Regions from separate parts of the Ovis aries genome. Here region 1 is linked to region 2. Evidence: chromatin contacts called from public Hi-C data. All regions are on one chromosome and are shown on one strand. Each heading gives the region's core, a stretch centred on a gene start, on an enhancer-like site or on the middle of the called end of the contact. The rest is flanking DNA. Distances are from core to core; before and after follow the strand shown. Region 1 holds the start of JDP2 (Jun dimerization protein 2). Region 2 has its middle 37 kb from the start of FOS.

What was found. Hi-C and Micro-C count contacts between places; a contact is called where the count stands out from the background.
Region 1: a contact with region 2 is called in a Hi-C map of hypothalamus, with 4 times the contacts expected there. The contact joins the promoter of JDP2 here to the enhancer-like site in region 2. A contact is called at or near these places in 6 of 16 Hi-C or Micro-C datasets (blood, hypothalamus, omental adipose tissue and 1 more).

What each region holds. Positions count from the first base shown.
Region 1 is chr7:84,697,787-84,704,659 of ARS-UI_Ramb_v3.0, forward strand. It overlaps JDP2 (Jun dimerization protein 2), which reads left to right and starts at 4,042. Exons shown (of 5, transcript XM_042253081.1): 1 at 4,042-4,238.
Region 2 is chr7:84,604,786-84,612,178 of ARS-UI_Ramb_v3.0, forward strand. No RefSeq gene overlaps it. Among named protein-coding and RNA genes, the nearest start is that of FOS, 37 kb to the left of the region's middle. Within about 2 kb of position 5,851, at least 13 of the 54 cell types and tissues checked have an H3K27ac peak or open chromatin away from gene starts, as enhancers often do. A contact at or near this core is called in hypothalamus and tail adipose tissue, where this site is marked.

The sequences.
Region 1 (6,873 bases), core at 2,792-5,291, 91 kb after region 2:
TACATATATATGGGACATTATTAAAGCTTTAAGCCAGACACACCCCACCCCAAATCACTACCAGGTAGACGTCTCCTCCTACCCTAAGGGAGAGAGTGGAAGGCTCACTTCTCCTGGTCTCTCCTGTAGATATTTCATTGAGCCAGGGGAAGGTAGGAGGAAGAAACTGTCTTAAACAGGTCTCTGTATTTTGTAGACTATATAACAGCCAGTCTCAACTTCTTGTTTGATTTTATGATACCATCCTGCCCTTCACCTAAGAACTCTCTGTGGCATTTTTAAAGTTTAGCTAATTTTTTAAAACCTCGTTTTTGAAGAATTTGTGATAACCCCATGGATCACTAGGGCCACTGAAAGACTGATATTGAGATTGGTTTTATTTATACCAGGAGCTGCAAAATCAAATGCTTCCAGAGGCCAGGCAAGCCATGTAAATGCCCCAGCAGGCTGGGTAGAAACTGTGGCAAACTGGGGTGTTTAAGTCCCATCCAAGGGGGCTGCTTCAAGTAGGCTGCAGCCCACTGTTGCCATTAGACAGTTCATGATGGGATATATATTAACCGTTCACTAGGACATAGTTCTCTTCTTCTCCTGGTACATAGGAGGGCTGAATTTCTCCACCTCTTTGAAATTAAGAATGGCCATGTGTCTTGTTTTGGCCAAAGAGATATAAACTAAAGCGAGGTATGTTACTCCAGGAGGAAATATTTAACTGCTGCTGCACGGCCCTCTCCACCTCTCTCTCTTTCCATGCCATCTTGACCAGGGACACATTTGCTGATATGGAGGTGCCATACTGAGCCATCACCTGCAGGACAGCTGCCCTGATTGTCACCTCAATCCACAGCAGCCTTGTGCAGTAAGAATCAACTCTTCTCAAGTTAAGCCACTGAGTTTTGGAGGATGTTTACTCCTGCAGCATAACCTGTCCTAACCTATATTTCTGTTTTTGGATATTTTTTTTCCAGGAAATAACTTTTTATTTTCTGTTGGAGTACAGTTGATTAATAAAGTTGTGTTAGTTGCAGGTATACAGCAAAGTGGTTCAGTTATACATGTATCTATTCTTTTTCAAATTCTTTTCCCTTTTAGGTTGTTATATAATGTTGAGCAGAGTTCCTTGTGATATATAGTAGGTCCCTCTGATTATTCACTTAAAATATAGCAATGTGTACACATCAATTCCAAATTCCCCAACTATCCCTCCCCGCTATGCACCCCCAACCATGTTTGTTCGCTAAGTCTGTGAGTCTGTTTCTTTTTATATACATATAAAATTTTATTTATCTATTTTTGGCTGTGTTGGGTCTTTGTTGCTACGCAACTTTTCTCTAGTTGTGGTGAGTGGGGCTACTCTTTGTCGTGGTGCGTAGGCTTCCCATTGCAGCGACTTCTCTTACTGTGGCTCTCAGGCTCCAGGACATGCAGGATCCAGTAGCTGCAGCCTGTGGGCTCAGGAGTTGTGATTCTCGGGCTTTGGAGCACAGGCTCAGTAGTGTGGTACATGGGCTCAGTTGCTCCACAGCATGTGTGATCCTCCCCGACCAGGGATTGGACCCGTTTCTCCTGCATTGGCAGGTGGATTCTTTACCTCTGAGCCACCAAGGAAGCCCAGGTATATTTCTTAAGCTGATTATTGTATGTTACCTTTGATTTTTTTTCAAAAGCACAGCAATCGAGATTTTTGAAATCTTCAATAAGTTAAAAAAAAAAAAGGAGTTTAAGGTTGAGCCAGCAAAGCCAAATTCACCCTGGCAGCTGCTAGTTTGCAATTTTTGGTCTGTACAGGTTGAGTAGAGAATGGAACAACAAATGAATGATTTTTCTATTGTGCAACCATCCTCTCTGAACTCCTACGTTGCTTATAGTCAGTGTCACTCAGTAGATTTTAGTTACTCTCAGTCTAGCAGTTTATTAGTGTTCATGTCATCCTTCCTAACTAGAGGGGAGGTAGGGACAGGTGAGGAATCATGTCTTAAACTTTGTGTAACTCACAGGCACAAAATATAATTTCAATAAATTCTCAGCATGAAGACTAGTTTAATTGGTTGTTTACTCTGAATTACCACTTCCTTCACTAACAGTGGAGGAACAGGTGTGGGCAATTAATTATTTTACCTTGCCGGTTCACTTTTTCCTGTTTGCAAAGAGGTTGGGATTCATCAGAGCTTCCCTGGTGGCTCAGACAGTAAAGAATCTGCCCGCAATGCAGGATACCCAGGGTTCGATCCCTGGGTCGGGAAGATGCCCTGGCGACGGGAGTGCTATCCACTTCAGTATTCTTGCCTGGAGAATTCCATGAACATAGGAGCCTGCCAGGCTACTGTCCTTGGGGTCCCAAAGAGTCGGACATGACTGAGCAACTAAGCACACACAGGCTGAGATTCATCACTGTCCTTTAAGTTTTAAAACACAATACCTAAATAAGTCAGAAAAGCAAAACAGAGTATATTAATCAGGACTTTTCTAGCTGCAAGGAATAGGAAACCTAAATTCAAACTGCCTTAGGTAAGATATAATGTACAGCTTTCTACAACTAAAAATGCCAGAGGCAGGAATAATGTCAGGTCTGGCTGCATTGAAGAACCCAGACAATGCCATCTGAACTTGATTTGTCTTGACCTCCACGGCTTGGTTATTCTCCTCTCTACTCTTCTTTGCATTAGCTTCACTCTCAGTAAATTCTCTTACATGGTAGCTTCTGGCAGATTCAGGTCCAACTTTTGGTAGCTTCTCTTCCCAGCAGGTCCACAAAATTGCTAGTCTCATCAGGCTCACCTGGGACACATGGCAGGCTCTGAGGCAATGCATTGACCAGGGCTGGATGTATTAACCAGGACTTTTTTAGTTGCAAGGAATAGGAAGCCTACATTTAAACTGCTTTAGCCTAGGTCACTTGTCCATCCCCAAGAGCCAGTGGTAGATCAGTTCCAACAGCAAGGCAAGGAGAAGCAGACCAACACAAACATAAATGGGCCAATTTATCGTCTCCCTCCAGAGACTTCCAGAGGCAATGACTATGCAGAAGAGCCTAGTAGGGGACCATGTGGCTGGAGGTCTTAAAATTTAAAAGCATCCATATCAAATAATGGAGGAGACCTAATGGATATTATAGGGAGATGGAAGGAGCTAAAGACCTCCAAGTTACCGCTCGGTGCCACCCCTGTAGTGCATTTTATTTGTGAATGAAGCAAAGGCCCAGTTGGCCTGCCAGTGGCCCAGTCAACCCTGGAGAGGACTGCTCTAACCACACACACTAATTATTAGTCCCACACATAGATCAGCATCATCGACTGAATGGACATGAGTTTGAGCAAACTCCCGGAGATAGGGAAGGACAGGGAAGCCTGGCATGCATGCTACAGTCCATGGGGCTGCAGAGTTGGACATGACTGAGCAACTGAACAACGCATAGATCAGTTTGTTTTTCCAAAGTCTCAGATGAAGATGCACAGAGTAACATTCTCCCTGTTCAGTGTTTTCTTCCATATAACTCCAGACTTCAGTCTCGGGGAAACAACGTAAGCTGGTTTCACAGTACCCAGCTTTGATCTTTATGCTATAGAAAAGGTACAGTTGACCTTTCTGGAGCTGAGAGTCATGTTCTTTCACAAGACTATCAAATTACCACTCATTTTCCATTGTACCTTCTTTCAGGGCCTTACTTTCTTTTTGCTTGCTAACTTCAATGCTTTGAGGGAGAGAGCTGTCATTGAAGGTGAAAATGGTCAGTATCATGGGGATTTGCTCTGTCTTTCCTGCCATAACACCAGTCCTCTAATCCAGAAATACTTTCCTGCACTGGGGCCATAAGGAGAATAGGACCTCACTGTCCTCCTGTGAAAGAGCTGCTCGCTAGGCTCTGCTCGCTTGCTCCCATCTGTCTCAAGGCTTGTTGTTTCTTTCACTCTGAGCATCTGCACTCCAAGAAGGCATGAACTTTTTCTTTCACTTCCTTTCTTCTGCGGGTGATGATCTGACATCACCCTGAGAAAGAGGCTGAAGGTCGCCGAATATAAACACTGTCACTCCTCTCTGGCTGAGGCAGAAAGGCAGAGGGTTGAGTGAGCGCCCAGAGGTCTGGAGGAAGGGGACAGAAACCACGAAGCCAAGGTCTTGGGCGCCACATGCGTGCTTGAGGGCTCAGGGTCTCTGTGCCTTTATACACTGAAGGCACCGGGGAGGACACATTTCCTCTGGAGTTGCCCTTAACCATCTGCCACTCTAGGAGGATGAAGGTAGGAGTACAGTTGGCAATGGAAGTTGTCATGGGGAAGAAGGCCATTTGGGGTGGGCTGAGGTCTGGGCTGCTCACAGGAGTGTCCCTGGGTGGAAAAGACTAGGGGGCAAACTGTGTGAGCCACTGGGAAAGGGAAAGGGGCTCAGGTTGCTGCCCAAGGAAGGCCGGTCTCTCCAAGTGAACCACCACCCTGGGGCTTAAGGACAGCTGAAGTGGCCAAGTGGGCTAGTGGGTCGGGGGGAGAAGCACCCAACAAACGCCTTGGTCCTCTGCCCATCCTTCTATAAAAAAATGAAACAGGCTTGCGAGATATTTCCTCACTCAGTGCTGAAGTGTCCAAGGATGAAAATGTGTTGAAATTCTCTCTCTCTCTCTCTCTCTCGGTTTGGGGGGGGAAAAAAGAGCTAAGGATTGAGGAAGATGGTTCAACACACGCTACGTCTGCTCTCCAAGGGGCTCTGGACTTGTCCTGCCGCCGCCTTCTCAGTTCTCCCGGCCAGAGCTCATGTCTCGCGGTGGAAGCCGGGCGGCGGTGCGCGGGGGATGCTCTTACATAATCGCCCGGCCGCGTCCTGCTTCCTCGCGCGCGCTCCTACACCGCGCGGGCTTGGAGAGCCTGGGGGGAGGCGGGGCGGGGGGGGAACGCGATGGAGCCGGGGCAGGCGCTGCGGGGCCGGAGCCGCCCCCCCGGGGGGAGATGAACGTGAGGAGCTGCGGGAGGAGGGCGCGAGAGGCGGCGGGGGAGGTGAAGGTCAGTGGGTGTGAAGCGCCCGATGCACACCGCCACCCCCCCCCCCCCGCCCCCGGTCCTCCCCTGTCCCCTCCTTCCCTTCCTCTCCGTCCCCCTCTGACGTCTGGAGCTGGCAGCCCGGCCGGTTCCGCATTCCCGACCCCTCCCCGCCGCCCAGGGGCCGCTATATAGCCGGGGCTGATGCAACCCGTCCCGCCGCCCGCCACAGCCTGCGGGAGGGACGCTCGGCGGCCGCGACGGAGGGGGGGCGCTGCAGCGGCGGCGGCGGCGGCGGCGGCTGGGCTGGCGCCGCGGCGGCTCCCGGGCCGGGACGGGCCTGGGCACCGGGCGGAGCTCGGCGGCCGGGCGGCAGCGGCGCTGAGCGGGCACGGCGCCTGCAGCAGGGCCCTGGCCCCGGGGGCGCCGCCTCCGCCCGCGGCTTCTGCACGGTGGGTGCGAGGGCGCGCGCGCCGGGGGGAGCCGGGCGGGAGGGCGGGGTGGGGCGCGCCGGGCGCGGGCACCTGGGACGGCCGCACACTCCACACCTCCCAGCGCGGGCGAGGCGCGCCGGAGCCCCCGGAACCCGAGCCCCTCGGGGAGGCTCCCGCAGCCTTGGGAGCCCGCGCGGCCCCGGCAAGGGGGGCGCTCTGCAGCCCGGACACGCTCCCGCTAAGCGCCCGCGAGTGGGTGGCTTTCTCTTTGGTTCCCGCCCTGGGACGGGAGGCTCCGTCCGCTCCCGGGACGGCCGAGGCTCTCTCTCTGCCTCCCTCCCGCGCTCTCCTCCCCCGTCCGTTTTGCAGGGAGGTGCTCTCGCGCGGCGGGGAAGGCGGGTGAGTGGGGAGAAGATTGCCCTGGGGTGGAGATGGAGGGTTGAAGGCCCGGGAGGTGCAAGGGTGCTGGTGGTGGAGGGATGACAGGGACCTGCTGGCAAGTCGTGCCCGCCCCTCCCCTTCTCAGGGAGGAAGCGCGGCTCCCTGAGGACCTGGAAGAGGGCGCTGACAAGGGCTGGCTCTCCGTACAATGAAGAGGGTTTTCCTCAGGGCTATTGCTCCGGGACTCCCCCTCTCGGAGAGGGGGTGGGGGTGTGTCTAGGGGCGGCCAAGTCCCTTTTGGGCTCCCACAACTGCCAAGCCAGGTTACATAAGGAGTCAAGCCGGCTGCGCTAGGTAACCAGCCCCTCCTCTCCTGCCCAGCCCAGTTTAGACGGTTCTCTCCTGCCTCGCCCCTCAAAAGAGCCTCAAAGGTTAGGACTTAACACGGCCTGGACCCCTAATCCCGGGGTTGCAGTTCCAAGTTTTGCCTGGGTCAGTGGTGGGGTCGGGGGTGGACAGGGAGGCCCTCTGCTCTTCGGCAGGGAGGATGGGCTGTCCTTGCAGCTGAAGATGGAGAGGCTGGTGGAAGAACTCGACTGATCCCTTGGGTCAGCTGGGAGGGCAAGGTTGCTTGACCCTTGCCCACTGTGCATGGCATCTAGGACTGACATCTAGGACACTGGGCTGTGGCCTGACCACACGTGCTCACAGCAGCTGGGTTCAGGTCAGCTTCTCAAAAAAGTTTGCAGGCTGGTGTGTGTTCCCACCTTTAAATCTCGGTGGACTGTCCTCAGGGTCTTGGTTTGGGGAACATGAGAAACTGGAGCTTGGAACTATGCTTGGGAGCCCGCTTGTCCTTTAAGACCTTGCAGAAAACTGTGTTCACATGTCATCTGCCTTCCCCCAGGGTTTTTAAAAACACCTCCCATTGCTTTCATCTTCCCTGCCAATCTGGCTGCAGTTTTGGATGGACGCCTTATCTTCCTTCACAGGTTTCTAGGGGAGAGTTTAGCCAAGTATCAGGTGTGAGCATGGCTCTGATTTTATATAAACCTGACAACCAGGGAAGAGAAGCACGATCTGTTCTCGTG
Region 2 (7,393 bases), core at 4,601-7,100:
TCCGACTCTGTGCAACCCCATGGACTGCTTGGGTTTAAATCCTGGTTCTACCACTCCCTGGCTGTGTGACATCAGGCAAGGTATTTAACCTCTCTGTGCAACAGATAACACATGCAAAAGGAGATAATTGTAGTGCCTACCTCAAAAAATTGTTGTGAGGATTAAATGGGTTAAGGTGAAGGCTGTAAGATGATACCTGGTTTGCGATGCACCACTTGATCATGGTTTTGGTGTAGAGGACTTATCTGTCCAGCTACTAGGGGTGCTCAGTTGCCAGTTCTTTACGAGGATTGCCCCTGTTGAAGGTGATCGTGTCACTCAAGCCCATGGTCTCTTTAGGGGATCATCCTGCATCCAAGGACTGACCTATGAGATCTATAAAGGCTGGATCCCTTGCCTTCACTCAGGACAACCCAAAGAGGACACCCCAGTTCTAGAGCTCTGGAAGGTTGATGAAGGCCTTTGTTGGCTTTCCATCTCAGCTCTGTTTCTCCCTCCATCCAGTCCTGCTTCATTTCCTTCCCTTTCTGCAGATGCTGATCCAAACAGCACATCCTCTGTGTGGTCTCAGAGTTTGCTTCCTGGAACCCAACCTATGGCTTGATCAATGTTAACTGGCCTCATCATCATCCAAAAGCAGCCTAAGGGAGAGAGAAAACACGAGAAAGAGTGCAAAGGGGACAGGCTGCCCTTCTAACTGGGAGAGGCTGGCCATATATAGCGTGCAGGGTAGAATGGCTAGAACAAAGACCCCACACCTTCTTTTTAATTGAAAAGGTTGATACACAATGTTCTGTTAGTATCAGATGTACAGCAAAGTGATTCATTTATACATATATATCTGTATCTATTTCCTTTTCTAGACTCTTTTCCATTATAGGTTATTATGACCCTGTACTCTTTTGAGGAGCTAGAGAAGTAGTTCAGTACAGTTCGAGAAGTGGGGGTCCTTCCTAAATCTCCATCTCCAGTGACTTCTGTGTGCATTGGGATTGATGTCTTGAACCTGAAGTAAAGCTCTATGTATGAACTCGACTGGCCAGCATTGAGATTTTTATTTCTTAATGGACTGTATCACCCCCTCTGCTCTGATATTAAGGGAGTAGTAAACTCTTGAGAGTCCCTTGGACTGCAAGGAGATCCAACCAGTCCATTCTAAAGGAGATCAGTCCTGGGTTCATTGGAAGGACTGATGCTAAAGCTGAAACTCCAATACTTCGGCCACCTCATGCAAAGAGTTGACTCATTGGAAAAGACTCTGATGCTGGGAGGGATTGGGGGCAGGAGGAGAAGGAGATGACAGAGGATGAGATGGCTGGATGGCATCACCGACTCGACGGACGTGAGTTTGAGTAAACTCTGGGAGTTGGTGATGGACAGGGAGGCCGGGCATGCTGCAGTTCATGGGGTCGCAAAGAGTCGGACATGATTGAGTGGCTGAACTGAACTGAACTGAACTGAACAGGGTTACACTCTTACCTTGCCATTCAGTTTCCTGCCATGGCTCTTCTGGAAATTCAGCAAGCGCTTTTCATATATAAGCCTTCCCTGGTGGTTCAGATGGCAAAGAATCTGCCTGCAATGTGGGAGGCCTGAGTTTGGTCCCTGGATCAGGAAGATCTCCTGGAGAAGGGAATGGCAACCCACCCCAGTATTCTTGCCTAGAGAACCCCCACGGACAGAAGAGCCTGGCACACAGGGTCGCAAAGAGTCAGACATGACTGAGTGACTTTCCTTTTCTTCACATATAAAAGCTCAGTTCAGCGCTGTGATGGGGGACCAGCTGAAAAGGGACAGAGGCTCCTGGTTTTAAAGCTGCATGGGGGCAGGATACTGAGTTCTTAAATCTGGAGAGACATCAGGATCCTGGTGTTCACAGTCTGAATCTGGCAAATAGAAGCTGGGATTTAGCCCTAAATCCTGCCCAGAGATTTACTGGAGGAGGAAGCCTGTGTCTGTCCTCCGGCTTTTTAAGTCAAGTGAGGGAGGTGCAGGAAAGCAGACTGGCTGTGCTCTTGTTTAAATGTTAATAGATTCGATTGAAACGCACAATCAGCATTCAGAGGGCCCACCATGGGCAAGCACCGTGTTCATGCCAGCGCATGTGAAAGGGAGACAGAGAGAGATGGTAGGACATACAGAGACAAGACTACAGGCTCCCTACCATTTGTAGGGGAGATAAGCCATGTTCCCAAGTAACACGTCGCATGGCACAATGGCGTGTGCATCCAATTTAGAACCAGACAGACCATGTTCAGATCCTGAAGCCCAATTCTGTTACTGAAGAATGTAGTTTTGTATTAGTGTTAGGTTATCGGAAGACTTAGTGAGGTGTGTAATTACATCAGGGACCTGGGTCCGTAGCTCCTGCGCTAAACATTCCATAACCAAATAAGGAGGTCAGTAGCTCCTGCGCTAAACATTCCATAACCAAATAAGGAGGTCAGCAGCTCCTGCGCTAAACATTCCATAACCAAATAAGGAGGTCAGTAGCTCCTGCGCTAAACATTCCATAACCAAATAAGGAGGTCAGTAGCTCCTGCGCTAAACATTCCATAACCAAATAAGAAAAAAATCTATAGGGAAGCAGCATCAGGGGAATGTATGAGCTCAGCTTCGCATGTAACCAATCAGGTAGTGCCAACTATGCCTGTTGCTGGACTAAGGGACAAACTGTATATAAACCGCCATACCTCTTTGTTCAGGGTCCAGCCGCATTCTGCTGTGTCGGAGAGGCTAGGACCCTGGCGCGCCAGAAATAAACTCCCTTTATGCCTTTTGCATTACTTTGGTGGACTTGTTCATTCGGTCGGGTAGGGGACACGGACACGGAGCATAACAATTAGGAGTGATACAAAGAGCAATGGGAACCAATGGGTAGGAGGTGGTAATTCTGAAAAAAGGAAATGTCTTGTCTTTGCTGTGTAATTTAAGAATATTCAACTCTGCTACAGAAAACTAGAGACGTTATGTATAGTAGTAAGTCGCCTATGAGTTATCTTAGACACAGAATAAACAGAATGTATATGTGTTGAATATAGATAAGATGATGAAAGAAATGAGAATGTTACTTATCAACAGAGGAATGAAAAGACTGGAGTGGGTTGCCATTTCCTTCTCCAGGGGATCTTTACAACCAGGGATCGAAATTGCATCTCTCGCATCTCCTGCACCGGCAGGTGGATTCTTGACCACTGGACCACCTGGGAAACCCACCAATGAAAAGACCAACTAAACCTTAGATATTTACAAGGCTTGGCTCATGTCTTCTCTAGATGGAAGCAGTGTTATTCCCAAGGTGGCTGTCCAACTGTGACACTCATTATGTCTAAGAAACATAGATAAAATCCCTAACTGCTCAGCAGATTAACTGGGGTGCTGCAGTGTGACCAGGGGTACCTGCCCCTGCATCTTCCCGACAGAGGCAGTTTGTGCCTTGGTTCCACATGCCGTCCTCCAGCTGATCCCCTTGGCTTGGCCTTACCTCTGAACCCTTAGCTGCACCATGAGTGGAGAAGGCTGCTATGGCAGAGAAAGGATGAGATATGTGAATGTGTGTTATCCAGGATTCAGGTAAGTGATCCTTCTACCTGCTGGCACTTATCCTAAGTGTGTTTCCCTGTCCCTTGCTTCTCACCGTGTTTTATATATTTATTTATTTTGGTTGCGCTGGGTCTTCGTTGCAGCCTATGGGCTCCTCATTGTGACATTCAGGCTTCTTTAGCTGTGGTACGTGGACTTAGCTGCCACACAGCATGTGGGATCTTAGTTCCCCGACCAGGGATCGAACTTGCATCCCCTGCACTGGAAGGCAGATTCTTAATCCCTAGACCACCAGGGAAGTCTGCTCACTGTGTTTTAAATTGACTAAATAAATTATGTGATTCAAGCATCTTAATTTGGTCTGCAAACCTTCCTGCCCTGTGACCTCTGAGTTTGCCTGCCTGGAGGTAAAATTGGTGGCTACCCTCTCCTCAAGGTAACTTCCCAGATGACAGGAGAGCCTCAGGTGAAGCTTTCTGGGAGCAAAGCCCTATCGAGGGATTCTTGTGGGAGTGATTTTCAAGGGGGTTCTCTCTATAGAAACGTCTCGGAGAAAGTGAGGAAAACAGGATAGGTGAAGGGAAAAGAGGCCAGGCAAAGATGAGGTTCTGCTGAGGCATAACAGGAGCTCTGGCGAGGGGCTGGCACTGCAGGCTTGCCCTCCCTGGAGACAGAGGGCCAGTCTTTTGTGCCTTGTACCAGGGGATGGGGTGCCAGCCTAGAAACAGGGAGGGGTCTGGGTAGGGCACCAGCAGCATCTGCTACAGGTGATCAGCCCAGGTGAGTCACAGGGCGAGGGAGGAGAGAACTTAGTCGGTTGAGAAAGCAGGGGGAGAATGGATTAGAAAGACAAAGTGCAGTGTGACTCGGAGGTTCTGAAAGCCAGAGCAAGAAGTTAAGACCTGATTCCCCGGGCAGGGAATCAGGAGCCACATGTGTGCTCTCGAGCGCATGTGTGGAGCAGAGCTTCGGAAGAGTCATACGGCGGTAGCATGTGTTGGGAGGAAGCTGACAGCAGAGCAAGCGGCTGGGCCTGGCTGGGCAGTCGTATAGGTGACTTGGAGCATCTTTCTTTCTCCTCTGTGGCCTTTGGATAGCTCTATATACTCAGAAGGCTACATCCCAGGGTCTAATCTTGCAGTCATCTCCCTGGCCTCAATTTTACAGAGTCTCTTAAGAATCAGGCTTGCCTGGAAGGAAAAGGAACTGGTAGCAAAAGCCCCAAGAGGTTGAGCCTTCCTAAGCCAGGTGGGTAAGGAGGGGAGAGCTACCTTGCTGAAGGCAATGCCTAGAGAAGGACATCTCACAGAAAGCTCTACCAGGCTGGCTGCAGAGGGCTGACTAATGCTGGGCTTGTACAAACCGGGCTGGCTTCAAGTGGGGTGACTTGATCTCTAAGTAATACAGGGCTTTTAAACCTTTGGCTTTTATCCAAGGCACTGCAGCCACCTAGGTCAGTGGCAGGCCAAAGATTCTTGGCCTCAGACCAAAAGTCACCCTCCATTCAATGATCCTTCCTCCCTGCAGAGGTCTGGACTATCCATCAAAGCCTTAAGGATAGTGGTTCTTAAACTCCAGCATGAGAAATACTACCTGGAGTGCTTTCTAAAAGCACAGATGTCTGGACTCACCCGCAGAAATTCGGATTCAGTAGGTCTGGGGCAGGGGTGAGGGATTTGCATTTTAAACAAGTATTCTGGTGACTTGGAACAGGTGGTCCAAGCATCATAATGGGGGATAGGGAAAACCCAGCATTCATTTGCTCAGGAAACACAACAGCCTTGTGAAGTAGGTAAAATTATTTTCATTATTTTCTGTTTATAGATGGATAAAGTGAAAGTGAAGTCGCGTAGTCGTGTCTGACTCTTTGCGACCCTGTGGACTGTAGCCCACCAGGCTCCTCCGTCCATGGGATTCTCCAGGCAAGAATACTGGAGTGGGTTGCCATTTTCTTCTCCAGGGGATCTTCCTGACCCAGGGATTGAACGCAGGTCTCCCACATTGTAGGCAGAGGCTTTAACCTCTGAGCCATCAATTAGGTTCAAAGGGTTTTACTAAACTGTTCAAGGACTCAGAACTAGTAAATGACAAAGATCAGGATTCCGATCTATGTGAGCTCTTGAAAAAGAGTAATAGGAGATCTAGCTGACTGCACACATATGCAGGCTTGCACGCTGATACCTCCCCATATAAGCTTATGTAGCCAGGCCAATGGTATCAGTTAGGAACAGGCTGGGGGTTGCTGCAGTGAGTGAGCCAGCAAGTTCATTTCTTGCTCACATTACATGGCCATTCAGACCAGCAGGGGGCTCTGTTCAATTCAGTCCCTTAGGGACACAGGCTGATGAAAACTCTGGCTTGACATGCGCTTCCACTAATACAGAGGCGAGGAGAGAGGACGCTGGCTCTTGAGCCATGCATTTCTGTCTGGAAGTGACATGGATGTCACCGCTGCTCAAATTTCATTGACCAGGCAAGTCCCACAGCCATGTCTGAGTTCATCAGGGTGTAGAAATGTAAGCAAGTGTGTAGCTCACCAGGCCAGCCTGCTCATCAGACCCTGATACTCCTTCTTTCTCATGTCTGTGCATCTCTGTGAACTGTCCTGGCCCTACTTCTTGGCCAGGCTAACTGGACTCAAGGGCCTAATTCTACAATTACCTGCCTCCAGCTCTGGGCAGCCTTTCCCAGCCTACCCAGGTTGGTTTATGTGCCCCAGTGTCCAGGTCCCCAGAGGGCTAAGAAATGGAATATTTCCTGCTGTATCAGTAAACAAAGATGTCACGGGCATCAGTGATTGCAGCCCTCTAACGTGAGCCTGTGAGCCCTAAGGGAATTCAGGAAGGAGGCGAATACCTGCAATCTGTTGTTGCTGTTGCTGTGTTGCTACAGCCGTGTCTTACCCTTTGGGACCGCAGGGATTGCAGCACTCCAGGCTCCTCTGTCCTACACTGTCTCTCAGAGTTTGCTCAAATTCTTGTCCGCTGAGTCAGTGATGCTGTCTAACCGTCTCATCCTCTGCTGCCCCTTTCTCCTTTTGCTTCCAATCTCTCCCAGCGTCACATTCTTTTGCAAGGAGTTGGCTCTTCACATCAAGTGGCCAAATAATTGGAACTTCAGCTTCAGCAACAGACCTTCCAATGAATATTCAGGATGGAGAAGGGAATGGCAATCCACTCCAGTATTCTTGCCTGGAGAATTCCATGGATAGAGAAGCCTGGCGGGCTACAGTCCGTGGGGTCGCAGAGTCGGACATGACTGAGTGACTAACACATACACAACCTTCTTTAAGAACAAACTGTCACATTCCATGTCACTTTCCACATGACTGCTGGAAAAACCATAGCTTTGACGATATGGACCTCTGTTGGTAAAGTGATATCTCTGCTTTTTAATATGCAGGTTTGTCTTAGCTTTTCTTCCAAGGAGCAAGCGTCTTTTAATTTCTTGGCTGCAGTCACCATCTGCAGTGATTTTGGTGCTCAAGAAAATAAAATCTGTCACTGTTTCCACTTTCCCCCATCTATTTGTCATGAAGTGATGGGACCAGATGACATGATCTTAGTTTTCTCAGTGTTGAGTTTCAGGTCATCTTTTTCACTCTCCTCTTTCACTCTCATCAAGAGGCTCTTTAGTTCCTCTTCATTTTCTGCCATTAGAGTGGTATCATCTGTATATTTGAGGTTGTTGATATTTCTCCCGACAATCTTCATTCCAGCTTGTGAGTCATCCTTCCCAGCATTTTGTACGATTTACTCTGCACGTAAGTTAAATAAGCAGGGCAACAATATACAGCCTGTCATACTCCTTTCCCAATTTTGAATCAGTCAGTTGTTCCATGTGCAGTTCT